Linked DNA regions of Danio rerio: regions 2 and 3 are each linked to region 1. Evidence: chromatin contacts called from public Hi-C and HiCAR-type data. All regions are on one chromosome and are shown on one strand. Each heading gives the region's core, a stretch centred on a gene start, on an enhancer-like site or on the middle of the called end of the contact. The rest is flanking DNA. Distances are from core to core; before and after follow the strand shown.

Region 1 (4,121 bases), core at 1,095-3,594:
ATTTTATTTTATTTTGTTTGTTTTGCTTTTCTTTGTTTTTGTTTCTGCAAGTTTACACCTTCTATTGAAGTGAAGATTTGTAAGAAAAATAGAAAGTGCAAAAAAAAAAATCATGAAATATAAACTATGGAATGGAAAAATAGTATTTTTTAAAAGGATTGAATTTATTTAAATGTTTAATCTGAATTGATTGTTGGACACATTTTAAGAGGAATTGAATGGAAACATTATGTTGGGGTATAAAGATTTATAAACAAGTTCGTCAAGGTAAATAAACCCAAGATGAAAGAATTTATTTGTGTTGACTTTTCTCAGATGTGTTATTCTGTCTGCAATACTGTATAAAAATAAACTGAGTTTCCCTTGATTTTACAGGAACTGAAAATTGTGTATGGAAATTAATTGTGCATTGTCATTTTAATTGATATTCAATTTTTTAGTGAAAAAATAGGTGCAATGGCTATTGGGCTTGTATTTTATTTATATATATATATATATATATATATATATATATATATATATATATATATATATATATAATTTCTTTCTTTCTAAAAGTGGCTGGTAATTGCTAATAAAGACTCTTGCAGTGAAAAATTAGTTTTAAAAATAGTGACTGCATTTCCTTGTAATAGAACCACCAGGTGGCGCTCATTCACTGAAACTTAGTTCTGTACATGTCCATTGCAGATGTTTTTCGGAAGCTTTAGTAGTCTTGAACAACTGCTGTTTAACCCTATAAAGGGCACTTAATCAAATACTCATTGAATAAACCTTGCAATGTTACAGGGGTTAATACAAGACGTTTGAGCTGCTTACTATAGATAGATAGATAGATAGATACACATATATATATATATATATATATATATATATATATATATATATATATATATATATATATATATATATATATACACACACACACACACACACACACACATACAATCAATGAAATGACTATATATGGATCTTCACACAATAAAGGGGTGAAAAGACTGAAGACGACACTTGCCTGGCTTGGGAGCTGTAACCTTAAAACTTGGTTTGTGGAGTTTAGTGCTTGCAATCTTTGCCAAGGTCACAGTGTGTAATGGGTGGAGCAGTTCAAAGATAAAGATTGTGCTCTACCATAGCATACCTTTAAGACAATGACTAAAAGACCACTCTTGCAAATATGCTAGAGAAAACATGCAGCAGAATCCTGAATAGGTTGCAATCAATGAGCAAGGATAACCTTTACTGTACCCTACCTACGTAGTCATGAACGTAAATAAGTTTATTATTTGAATGTTAGAAATGTTCTCCTGTCTTATCAAAGTTTGATTTAAAGATTTAGACCTTGCACTTTCTCAGACCGAGATTGTTATTGCAAGGGACCAAATTTTCATAAATGAGAGGCCCCATTACCAAGCCCTGTGGTACTCTGTTGATCAAGAAAGATTTAGATCTGCATTTTTCAAAGGTGATAAATCAAAGGTGATGAATGATAAATCCCCAATCTCAGGCGTAAGGTTTCAAAGCAGCTCCTGCTAAACCAATAATAACTAGGTGATTTGTTTTATTTATGAGAAACTGACAAGTGCTGTCAAGAATAATCTAGGGCGACAGCTGGTAATTGAGAAAGACTGCTGAGGACAATGGCCAGGTTTGTGAGGTGTAGAGAACTAGTTGCTAATGTGGCTGATAAAGAAATCCAGCATTTTACAGGTTTTAATTGGAAGATTCATGCAGTTGATGCAACTTCTAATGTGGTAAACTAAAAAATATAAATGTTACATTAAAAAAAGTATTGAAGTCTTCCCAACAACAGATTACAAAGCATTACTTTAATACAATGTGTTAATCTTTAAACTATTATGTACATAATATAACATTTCTGAAAGGAATCATTATTAAACTTAGCCTAAAAATGCTCATTTTGTCAAAATACATATTTGGATTAAAACAAAAAGTGGAAAGAGATTTGAAATGATGCACAAGCTAATTTCTAACTATAATTTATGCATATTGATTTATTTGTCAAAATGAATACATTGCTAATAAACTACACAAGAAACACATTGCATTGTTGTTTGTTTTTGTAGTAACTTAGTGGTGATAGTTGTAATAATGTTGTAACTATGTTGTTGTCTCTTTTATAATTCAACAACACAGCAGAGTCTGGCCTAGCAAAAACATGTATCTATCTTATTCTAAATGTTTATAAGATGAATTAAATTAACTTTTGCCATCCACGATTCTCACTGAAACTCGACAAAAGCTGAAATTCTCGCTGCTGCCCCTTTAAGAGGCAGGCTAGAGATTTGTTTTCAGACTCGCACAAACCGTCCGTTACTGGCTCAAACCAGTTTCCTGAGCCTGCGCAGTAAGTGTAAACAGGAAGAAGAGTGCAAAATTAAACACTGTCGATGAACGCGGCGTTACGCAGACAATCTCTTTTTGAAGACGCGAAGCATGTGTACAGTAAGATGCTTGGTTAAATCATAAATGTATTTTCCGCACATGATGTGACGTGACTGAACTAAAGCGAAAAGAGAAAAAGCGGGTTATGCTAACGTTAACTGGCGGTACAGACTAACGCATCGTTAAAAGACAGATCGCAAACGGACTACATACAGTCCAGAAAGAAATCAGTATTGTACGCGAATGACTGTTGTGATAAAAAACGAAAACATCTGCAGTTGGTTCATGCAGATCGTTTCAGTTTCATCCGACTGAATTTCCACCTACCGGTGACTCAATGGCCTACTAACCCAGAAACTGAATTGGGTGAAGAGTCTGTTTTCCTGCGGAAGAAAAGCGTTGGCTGATTACAAATCTGATATCTACGACAACTGTTATTAGGAACGATTCAATATGGTTCAGAAAGACAAAATAATCGAGTCGTCGCAGCCAGAGGTTGAAGTTATTCCAGTGCCAGTGGAAGCGGTTGCAGATACCCAGTGTCCAGTTGACGAGCCCACCATCGAGATTGAGCGAACAGGCCGCAGGAAATTCATCACCGGTGTTGTGGAGGGTGAGAATTTACGTAAATTCAATATAATGCCATGAAACTTTAGGTGGAAACAGCTGTTACAATAGCTTCAGTTAGTTAGATACCGACATTGTTTAACGCAAAAAACATACAAATATAACATTTATAATTTTTTTAATATTTATTGTTTGTCGCATGTGTGTGTGGAATTTGTCGTGTTTGTGAAAACATTTTCATTTCTGTATTTGTTGCTCACAACAGGCTTCTATGGACGGCCATGGACTATGGAACAAAGGAAAGAGCTTTTCAGGAGGTATTGCAAGCATGTGCCATTATCCTGCCATTTTCTTTTATCCCATTCCTTTCTTTAATTGTGCTTGCATGGGTTAAATTTGTAGTTATTTTGCATAGTTTCACTATAATGTAATTTTGTTTTTTCTACCGGAAGTATTCTGGCATATAGCGTGTGCTCACGAGTGGTAGGTTTGGTTCAGTTGGGTGTCGTTTACACTAACGTTAGTGCACTTTTATTTTAAAACGCATAAGTATTTTTATGGTTATTGTTGGCAAAGGTGTTTTAAACAAGCCAAAGACCCCAGTTTAATTAAGAAATTCTGGTGAATATAAATGGCCTGAAACAAACTTTTGGAAACAGAAATGTGGCTAGCCATAGTTGCTCTCTGGACTTCTGGAGTACTCTGCATTGTTCCCTGTGATATGTCAAGCCCCTTTCATAGTACACTAGTAGTAGACTGCAAGCATGCATGCCGGCAAAACATGCACTTGAGCAGGAGTCATCATTTATCTTGTGTTTTTGGCTGTATAGTGTAGACAAACACAATAACAACCACACACACATATATATATATATATATATATATATATATATATATATATATATATATAAACCCTGTCATCTGGAACTTGGTGCACAGCAAACAATCAGTCCAATACCACTGACACGGCACTTGCAGTCCATTTCTAGACAAGTTTTGGTGCAGTTTGACTAAAATATGAATGCAAAATGGATTAAAGACTGAACCAAATAGGATGTTATGTCACAAGATGACTCTTGCTTATTTTAACTTTTACATTAAATTCATGATAAATAGATGCATGTGCTGCTCAGTGTTGGCAAATTAAA
Region 2 (4,359 bases), core at 1,710-4,209, 170 kb after region 1:
GCTTTGTCCGTACGCCATGTTTTAGTATGATTTCAATGCAAGTCTTCGTACATGAGGCCTCTGGCCTTTGAAGGGAGTTAGCAAATTCTCCTTAACTTTTTTTTTCGACCCAATCGTTATATAGCTCGAGCGCTCCTGCCAAATTTACACTAGTTTTTCCCCCATTTCTTGGGTCCAAATTGACTGAGAAGAAGCAATTTTAAGTTCTACCCCAACGTCCTGCTGGCTTGCAGAGACCCATACAAGTGGATGCTGCTCTCTCATTGTCGGTAATCGCCGATGTTATTTTCAGTCGAAACTCATTTTACACGGTATGATTTGAATCGGCGACAGCTCCAGATATTTAGCGTGCCAAATTTCTCACAGGTGTCGGCGACTCATCAGCGATTATCTCAGATAGCGTCTTGGATAGTTCACACTGTGTGATTGTTACTCGCGTGAACGAGCAGCTATTTGCCTGTGATTTCAGGAATTTGTCTGCGATTGCTCAAAACCTGTGGGTGAGTCAAAATCGGGGCTGAAATCATGCAGTCTGAACTCTGCATAAGTCAGATCTTAATAAATGGCTGTTAAAACATGAAGCCTTTTGGATTTCCACTCTAGATGGGTTGTCTCCAAGAGGTTTAAATAAGGAATCTGATATACTTTATATATATTATATATGATATACTATATAATGTTTATTCAGTTGTTTGGGTAAAAGTTTTCTGGCTATGTTTTGTTGCTTTTTTTGTTGTATTTGGATTGATTTATTTTTGTATTTTTATTTTGAATGTGTAAGTTGTGTAATGTACTAATGTGCATTTTTCTATTTTTTTGTGGTAAGATTACGTATGAGATCAACTGATCCAGAAGTATATGGGACATTCTACCAGAAACATACATTATCTGTCCCAGAAATAAAAACATAAATGCAGTAAATAAACAGTATTTCATCCCAAAAATGTCTAAAATGGAGTGATGGTTGATTTCTGGGGTTGAATTCTGTAAAGGAACATGTCTTCATTTGTTTCTTCATTTAAAACACTTTACATTGTAAACTCTGTCATTGTCATTCTCCTCAGCCAAGTTGTTTCTACAGCTTTAATAGTTTTGTTTAGCTATAAACTGCAATTTAGAAGAACAATACTTCACTTATGAATACTTCATAAGTTTAAGTTGTTATCATTTACATTGATTGATCTAATAAAAACATGAAGTTATAAATAGGTTCTACAAATAAATGCTACAAATATATAACAAACAAATTTACAATTGTCCACATGTTTCTGTGTCCTGTCACATTTGCATTAAATTTAACATAAAATGCTTGCATTAAAACGGTCGTGCCGAACTGAGTCTGGTTCTCTCAAAGTTTTTTTCTTCACTCTCCTATTGGTGAATTTTTTTTCCCTCTCCGCTGTCGCCACTGGCTTGCATGGTTCAGGATCTGAAAAGCTACTCATCGATGAATTTGCTCTTCAGTGTTTGGACTCTCAATAATGACTTCAAACCACACTGAACTGAGCTAAACTGAACTGAACTTAAACACTAAAAACTGAACTACCCTGATCCAGTTGCTATGACCATTTATGTGAAGCTGCTTTGACACAATCTACATTGTAAAAGCGCTATACAAATAAAGCTAAATTGAATTGAATAAAACTTTTTTTAAGGCTAAGACTCAGAAGTGACATCATTTGATAAATAAGAAGCTGACGGAGATCAAGGATGTGTTCTATCCACTCAAGTTGATTTTATGTTTGTTTTTGTATGATTTTTTTTTTTTTTTGAGAACGACAAGCGTAGGTCAGGCCCTGTTGCGTTTTTATAAGTGAAAATGGTTTCTGGGAGAATGCCCCGAATAAAAGGAGCAACATGCTGTGATGAATACAGTCTGATGAAAAGACCATGTGCTCAAAACGTTACATGCATTGTGCTAGCCTTCTTCATTTAATAAATTGGTATTTTTGGATCTTTGGTGTTGCAGCCTTGTTTATTATATTTTTGCTGTCCAGTTCTGATCATGGTTTTCCTCAAAATAAAGGTCTTTTTTGTTGAAGTGCCTTGGCTCTTTTGAAAAATACTGTTTCACTATCATGGTTTAGAACCACAAGGTCTTACATTTAGAAAATTTTTGATTTTTTTTTTTTTTTAAATATGAAGTGTTTTATGAATTGTTTTCTAAGTTTGATCTCCACTTTCAGGTAAATAACAACATGGCTTGAACTAGACTAGCTGTCCTGTTGTAACAAAACAACACTGTAAGGTCATGACCTGTTATAATATGACATTCTTACTCGTGAACTCTGTTGTCTCCATACAAGTCACTGAGACCCAGGCTGACATAGTGCCAATGTTCTGGTACGTCTTGTCCAGGACATCCCACGTTTCTGTACATACTAATGTAATCCAGAGGATCTGGACCACCTAACCTGAAAGGAGGATTTTGAGAGAAAAGGGTGATATATTGAGATGGAGAAAAGGTTCACTGGAAAATTTGTTTTCTGCCTAGAAGTACTTCTTCCTTTCAGGCTAGAAAGGAAAACTATAATCTGTGAAACTATTCTGCAAGCTATATTCAATTATTTTGCTGCTTTAATGCGCACATAACAAGCAACGACATGACATTTGAATGTTTCAGGCGTCTCACCAATACTTCACAATGGCTGTGACTTGCAGCGGGTTCGCCTGGTCGGGATACAGACGTCTGCATTCCCCATAAATGGCCTGCAATCCCGGGGGAAAGATCGAGGCGAGGCCGAGGTGTGCTGCTGCTCCGCTGCTAGGCCGCATCTCATCCATCCCCGCACGGCCGCGCCAAACAGGGAAAAGTTCTCGAAAAGCAAGAAAATGTGTTGTTCTTTTCAACTTCCGTATTGGAAAAGGCGATAAAGTCACCGGTGCTGGAAAACGCTTTGTTACACTTTCGCCCCCTCAGTGAAGCCCCTGTTGCAGTTTTTCCTCTGTGGTTTGATGTCCAGAAAAGGGACGTTGCTACTGTGACTGACACATCATCCACTCAATGAGAATTGCCGTTAGAAAGGAACGATGTGAGAGCGGCGATGTGATTGGACGAATGTTTTGCGGAGTTTCTTGTTGATCCATGTGTAGGCGGGACTCTGTGGCATCCATAACAAAAATGCCATCAACATGAATCAACTCATATTGTGTTTATTTAGTATTAATTTACGATATTTTTGAAATTATTTTGTTTTCATAATGCTTCTTAAAAATGAATTTATTTTATTACAATGTACCAATATTATATTTCCATAGACAGAACCATTTGTGGAAGTTCATAGAAATAGAAATGGTGGAAGTTTAGTTTTAGCCCATTCTAAAATAAATAAAAATTAAACGTGCCATTTTCAAATTTCTTTCAAACTTTTTAATTACTTTAATTAGTGTCTTGTTTATTTTCTCCTGCTAACTACATTTTTAATTCAAATTTATATATTCCTACTTGTACACACCATGCATTAAAATATCATATATTTTATAGACTTTTTCTAATTCCCCATCTTTAACATTTGTCACATATTTCTTTCTTACTATTACCAACTTTTTATTTATCTTTTTTATATTTTATATTAAGATTTATAAATATTGCCATTTGTTCCTACCCTATTTCCTGTGTTTTTTACTATATTTTATTTATTTTTCAATGTACGTTTTTCATGTTTTCGTTTTGCCCAATTTTTTTTTATTTTAATTTTTTACATTTTCAATAGATTTACGCACGCAATCTAATTTTAAATAATACTTCTCAGCTTTTGTATGTGGTTTAATCAATGGGGGTTTAATACGCCAGAGATTTCATTAATATATTAGTTTTCCATTAAAAACACTAATGTTTATTGCCACCTGCTGGACATTTGCTGCATTTTATTCGGTCTGTTTGTTTGTTTATTTATTTATTTGTTTGTTTATTTGTTTATTTTTGATTGTAAATGCAATGGACCTTGTTCTCCATTATATCCTAAAACTGATATTTTGTTGGTTTGAGATTTACAACAAAGCAGATCGCGTTGCTTGACATTGTTTTCTTTTTAAATATACTTATTGTAAAATAAGACAAAAGCTTCTTGGTATTTGGATACCAAAAACGTGTTCTGTGTTTCATTTCAAGTTTTACACATAAAAAACAGTCGTGTCATGACATGGTAGGTGCTGCAGGCCTACTTTAGTTTTCATTTTCATTTTTACTATTACTGTATGTCTATCTGTATGTCTATCTGAGTAATGAACACTTCATTGCTCAGTCAGATGCAGCAGTAAAATCTTTCCATTCCGTTGAAAGATTTCCATTCCGTTGAACTTAAATTAATTATAAAACAAACATGTTAATAAGTACAGTGAAATCTACAAATATGTTAG
Region 3 (4,100 bases), core at 223-2,722, 200 kb after region 1:
TAACTAATAACTAAGCAAGTCCAGCGTTATGGAAGTGACATCTGCAGTAAAAAACTGTAAGTATAAATTCACATAGAAAGGATATTTTAACATTATATTAAAACAACTGTTTATATTTTCCTAAACTACTCAACACAGAGTTATGAGATCAGATAAATGTCAATCTGTAACCTTTTTAATATTTTAAAGGAGGAAAATAAGCAGCGATAAAAATAAGTCTGCGAGTTTACAGTATTGTGTACAACATGTTCTGTGGAAATTCTGTAAATTAAACTGCACAACCCAACAGTAAAAACGCTAATCAAAAGGATTATTGTCGGCTCACTAGAACAAAAATCATTGATTTAATTTTATGTGACAGGTTTGCATTTATAAGGAAAACGCTTTGTTATGGGTGTGACATCTCTCTCCGCTATGGATGTGACAGATGTGAAATTGCCACGTTTGTGAATTTAGTAAATTAAATATAATTGTTTAAATAAGAGATGGACAGTATTTATGATACACATATTTCAAATACAAGTTTTAAATACAAAATAGTATTTTGTAATTTCTATTTGATGGGGTTTATGAGGAGGGAATTCGGGTGGTTTAGAAGACCCACCCCTCACTGACAGAGGTTTCCAGAACCTTTCTTTTGGAAATCCCACAATTTCCAGAATTTGTCCCACATGAGCTCATTTGTCCTATTTTGACTGCTATGCCATCATAAATAGTTAAAATAACCTACCGATAAATGTTTTAAGACCAAGTGGAATCCTCTGTTGGCTGTCGCTTTGGTGTGACTCAGTTTTAGCCAATGCTAACTATAATTTTTCATGAATTCAACATCCAGCCGTGCAAGAAAACATACAATCTGATGTAAGGGAAGTCGTCTTTCGCTAATGTATTGTTTTATAGAGCAAATATTTGACAAGTAACTTTTCTTCAAAATCTTGGACCTTATTCTTGAAATAAAAAATGACCAATGAAAAGTAAAGCACCAACCAAAAGTGAATTTAAATACTATTTGGACTATGAATTTTCAAATGTATTTTTTTGGTTTTGATGACCATCCCATAATAATCTATTTTACCTAAAATAGTACTTTAAATGTCAATAAAATGCGGTATTTAAATCTCCTAATAAAATAGTAGTCTAAATGAGGCCTTTAACTTCACAAAGAAAAAAAGAAAAAAGAACCACCCCTTTCACCAGGTGGGCTACAGGCCTGTACCAATGGGGCCTGTACAGTAAAATACAAGCCTACAATAATAAACTTATTAAGAAAAGGTTTAGCTATTTTGGTCAAAAACTTAATTTTTTTATGGCAAGGTTGACATTTGCATGGAATTGCTCGACTCTATATGTAGATGATATTGTAATACAGCTCAGTGTGGAAGCTGATGAATTCCCGAGAGCTCCAGTAAGCGGCGGTAATGGGTGATTCTAGTTTACCGTTTAAACATAAAATCTAACGAAGAAGAAAGAGGAGGAAAGGAAGTCGTCTGTTTGCAGTTGACGGTAGTTTTGAGTCAGTGTGCGGTCGTGACAGGTGTGTAAACTGTTTATTTTTTCGAGGATAAGCTGTGCTGAAGCGCTTTTCTGTTGAGGCGAAAAAGCCGCGAGCTGCCATGATGACACAACACACACACTGCAGGTGGGAGGCGACCGTCTTTAAAATACACCCAAATATTAAAAACAAGGGACAGTTCTTGCCGTTTCCATACGTGACATTAAATCACGACAGATTTGTAACATGTGAAGATGGTGTTCTTATTTTAGTTGGTTTTATGTGGTCTAGTTTGCGACGAAGATGTTTATGCGATTTTTCAGCTTTTCTTGATCTGAAAAGTTCCCGAAATCCTTTTTAAACAAGTTTGAGATTGCAGAGAATGATTTAAGTGGTGCTGATATAGCTGATTTGTTTCATAAAGTCTTTGTTTAATACTTGTGCGTCATATAAACTGCATGTTCGTGCCAAAATGGAAGTGTCATGTATCAGTAATTGTTTCAGCTTTCATTGACAAAGATAACCACCTTCATTTTATGAGGATTTCAACACTTTTTATAAGGGTTTGTTTACACAGTGACACTGTTGTACCTATGACAAAAATATACTATGTATTTTTTTAAATTTTCCTATGCTATCAATTTTTTTTCATGTTCTAAATGCTTAGCATATATTTTGACATATTAACATTACATTATGAAATTAATTGACACAAAAATGGGAGTTAACATAAATTTTAATGCATAATTGTTGTGTCCCTTAAACTTACACACAAATCTGTCAGTATTTACATACAAAATAAACTGAGATTCATACCAATATACATAATAAATAAATAAGCAGAATAACACATGGTGCATAAAAAAAACGAAGCAGAAGAGAGTATATGCTGCTTTTTACTTTACACTTGTGATTGTTTATTCATTTCATTTTCACCTATTTCTTTAATGAAAGCAGATCACTAATAATGTATGATTTTCTATTTTCAAATGGCACTGAGATTAAATATTGCAGTGTTGTATTTCAAGGGGGGAGGTTTTGACCAAAAAGTCCTGAGTTTAACATTTTATGCAGCTTGTGAGAAATTGATCTATGCAAGGAAATGAAGGTGAAATATTAAAAGTCTTTTTGGCATAACTTAAACAACCCAAATGATCCGACTGTTAACTGTTATCCGACAATGATAACTGTTACATATAGCCAATTATATAGCATGTATAGTAAAAAATTTGTAAATCTATTAAAAAATATGCGAATATAGTAAAAAAAAAATTATATGTGAATAAAATTATGGCTTTGAGAAATGATGGGTTTATGAACAAACATGTCCATATAAACTAGGGCTGTGTTAAATGTTTTTTCAGTATCGATATTGCAGTGTGATCATTCGCAATAGTCACATTGTGAGTAAATGCAATGTTGAGATTGGATTATAATAATCATTTCGCAAGTGTTTTTGACGCTTGTAACTATATGAGGATTAGGGTTGGGTCGATGCCATCATACATTGCCGATCGACATCACCATGCTGAGCCAGCATCACGATCCTCGCCCACACCCCTGTCGCAGCAGCAACCTGCTCGTGAAAACAACATACTGGGGCCCGATTTACACTAATATGTCTTAGTTTTATTATCGTTTTAGAACGGAAATGATCCACGTCCACACTGACGTTTCACCTAGCATTTCTGAAAAGCCATTCTTCCACACTATACCGCTGAAAATGCACATCACTTGACCACACACACACACACACACACACTGGCATGTGCTGCAGTGTACTGTACTTATCTTTATTTATGATTTGGTTATGGATAAAACAAAGACCATGCGGGTCAGGTAGTTGAAACGGTAGGCTACAAATAATAAACTTGTTATGAATTAATTCATTATTCATAAATAATTTATTCATCGCCGCCTATGACAACGATGCCATCGTCCATCGCGATGTTTCACATTAGACATTGTTCAATGACAAATTGGTTGACATTGGCCAACCCTAATGAGGATTTTAAAAGCAAAAAGACTCAAGAAATTCTACCATTTGTAACTTTAAAAATTTAAGAACAATTAATTTTATTAAATTGGTTACACAACAAAGACTATGCAATATTATTTTACATTTAATTATTCAATTACTGTATGTTGAATGCAGGTAGGCTCATTGGAAAACAGTAAAACAATGTTTAATTAATTTGTATCTTGTTTTTTATTCAATTTATCTCTGCTTGTAGATTGTTTTATGCTATTATGATATTTAAAATTATGATATTTAAAAATGATGATATTTTATGCAGATGCACACCTCTACAGAATCCTCCCAATCAATCCTAAATTATATATTTTGTCCCCAAAAGGAAATCTAGTGAAATTGTGTTCATGATCTCAATATATTACAGAATAAAAAAATATGTTAATTTTTTTTTCAATATGGGAGAGCTCTAATAAAAAGCACAAGACTTAATGTTAGAAACAATCTGGCTGCAGTCAGAAATTAATCCTAAACTGTTTCTCCTTTCGCAGTTTTCACATCGGATCCACCAATTAGCAACACTCAGCGATGTCCTGTACATTTTCAAGAGAGCCACCAAACAGGAGCACAATACAG

Evidence for each region. Hi-C and Micro-C count contacts between places; a contact is called where the count stands out from the background. HiCAR-type assays count read pairs that join an accessible place to other places.
Region 2: a Hi-C map of hematopoietic stem cells shows a contact between it and region 1, with 2.6 times the contacts expected there. The contact joins the promoter of sufu here to the promoter of oga in region 1. A contact is called at or near these places in 4 of 18 Hi-C or Micro-C datasets (caudal fin, embryo, hematopoietic stem cells and 1 more) and 1 of 4 datasets of contacts at active chromatin or transcription factors (caudal fin).
Region 3: a contact with region 1 is called in a HiCAR-type map of caudal fin, with 6 times the contacts expected there. The contact joins the promoter of zmp:0000000662 here to the promoter of oga in region 1. A contact is called at or near these places in 3 of 18 Hi-C or Micro-C datasets (caudal fin, fibroblasts and an unstated tissue) and 2 of 4 datasets of contacts at active chromatin or transcription factors (caudal fin and embryo).

What each region holds. Positions count from the first base shown.
Region 1 is chr13:12,419,501-12,423,621 of GRCz12tu, reverse strand. It overlaps oga (O-GlcNAcase), which reads left to right and starts at 2,344. Exons shown (of 16, transcript NM_001305556.1): 1 at 2,344-3,019; 2 at 3,239-3,290. The coding sequence starts at 2,860. It overlaps pprc1 (PPARG related coactivator 1), which reads left to right. Exons shown (of 14, transcript XM_001338200.9): 14 at 1-288.
Region 2 is chr13:12,250,328-12,254,686 of GRCz12tu, reverse strand. sufu (suppressor of fused homolog (Drosophila)) reads right to left here and starts at 2,959. Exons shown (of 13, transcript NM_201309.1): 1 at 2,633-2,959; 2 at 2,280-2,414. The coding sequence starts at 2,784.
Region 3 is chr13:12,220,192-12,224,291 of GRCz12tu, reverse strand. zmp:0000000662 reads left to right here and starts at 1,472. Exons shown (of 11, transcript XR_012389191.1): 1 at 1,472-1,639; 2 at 4,016-4,100.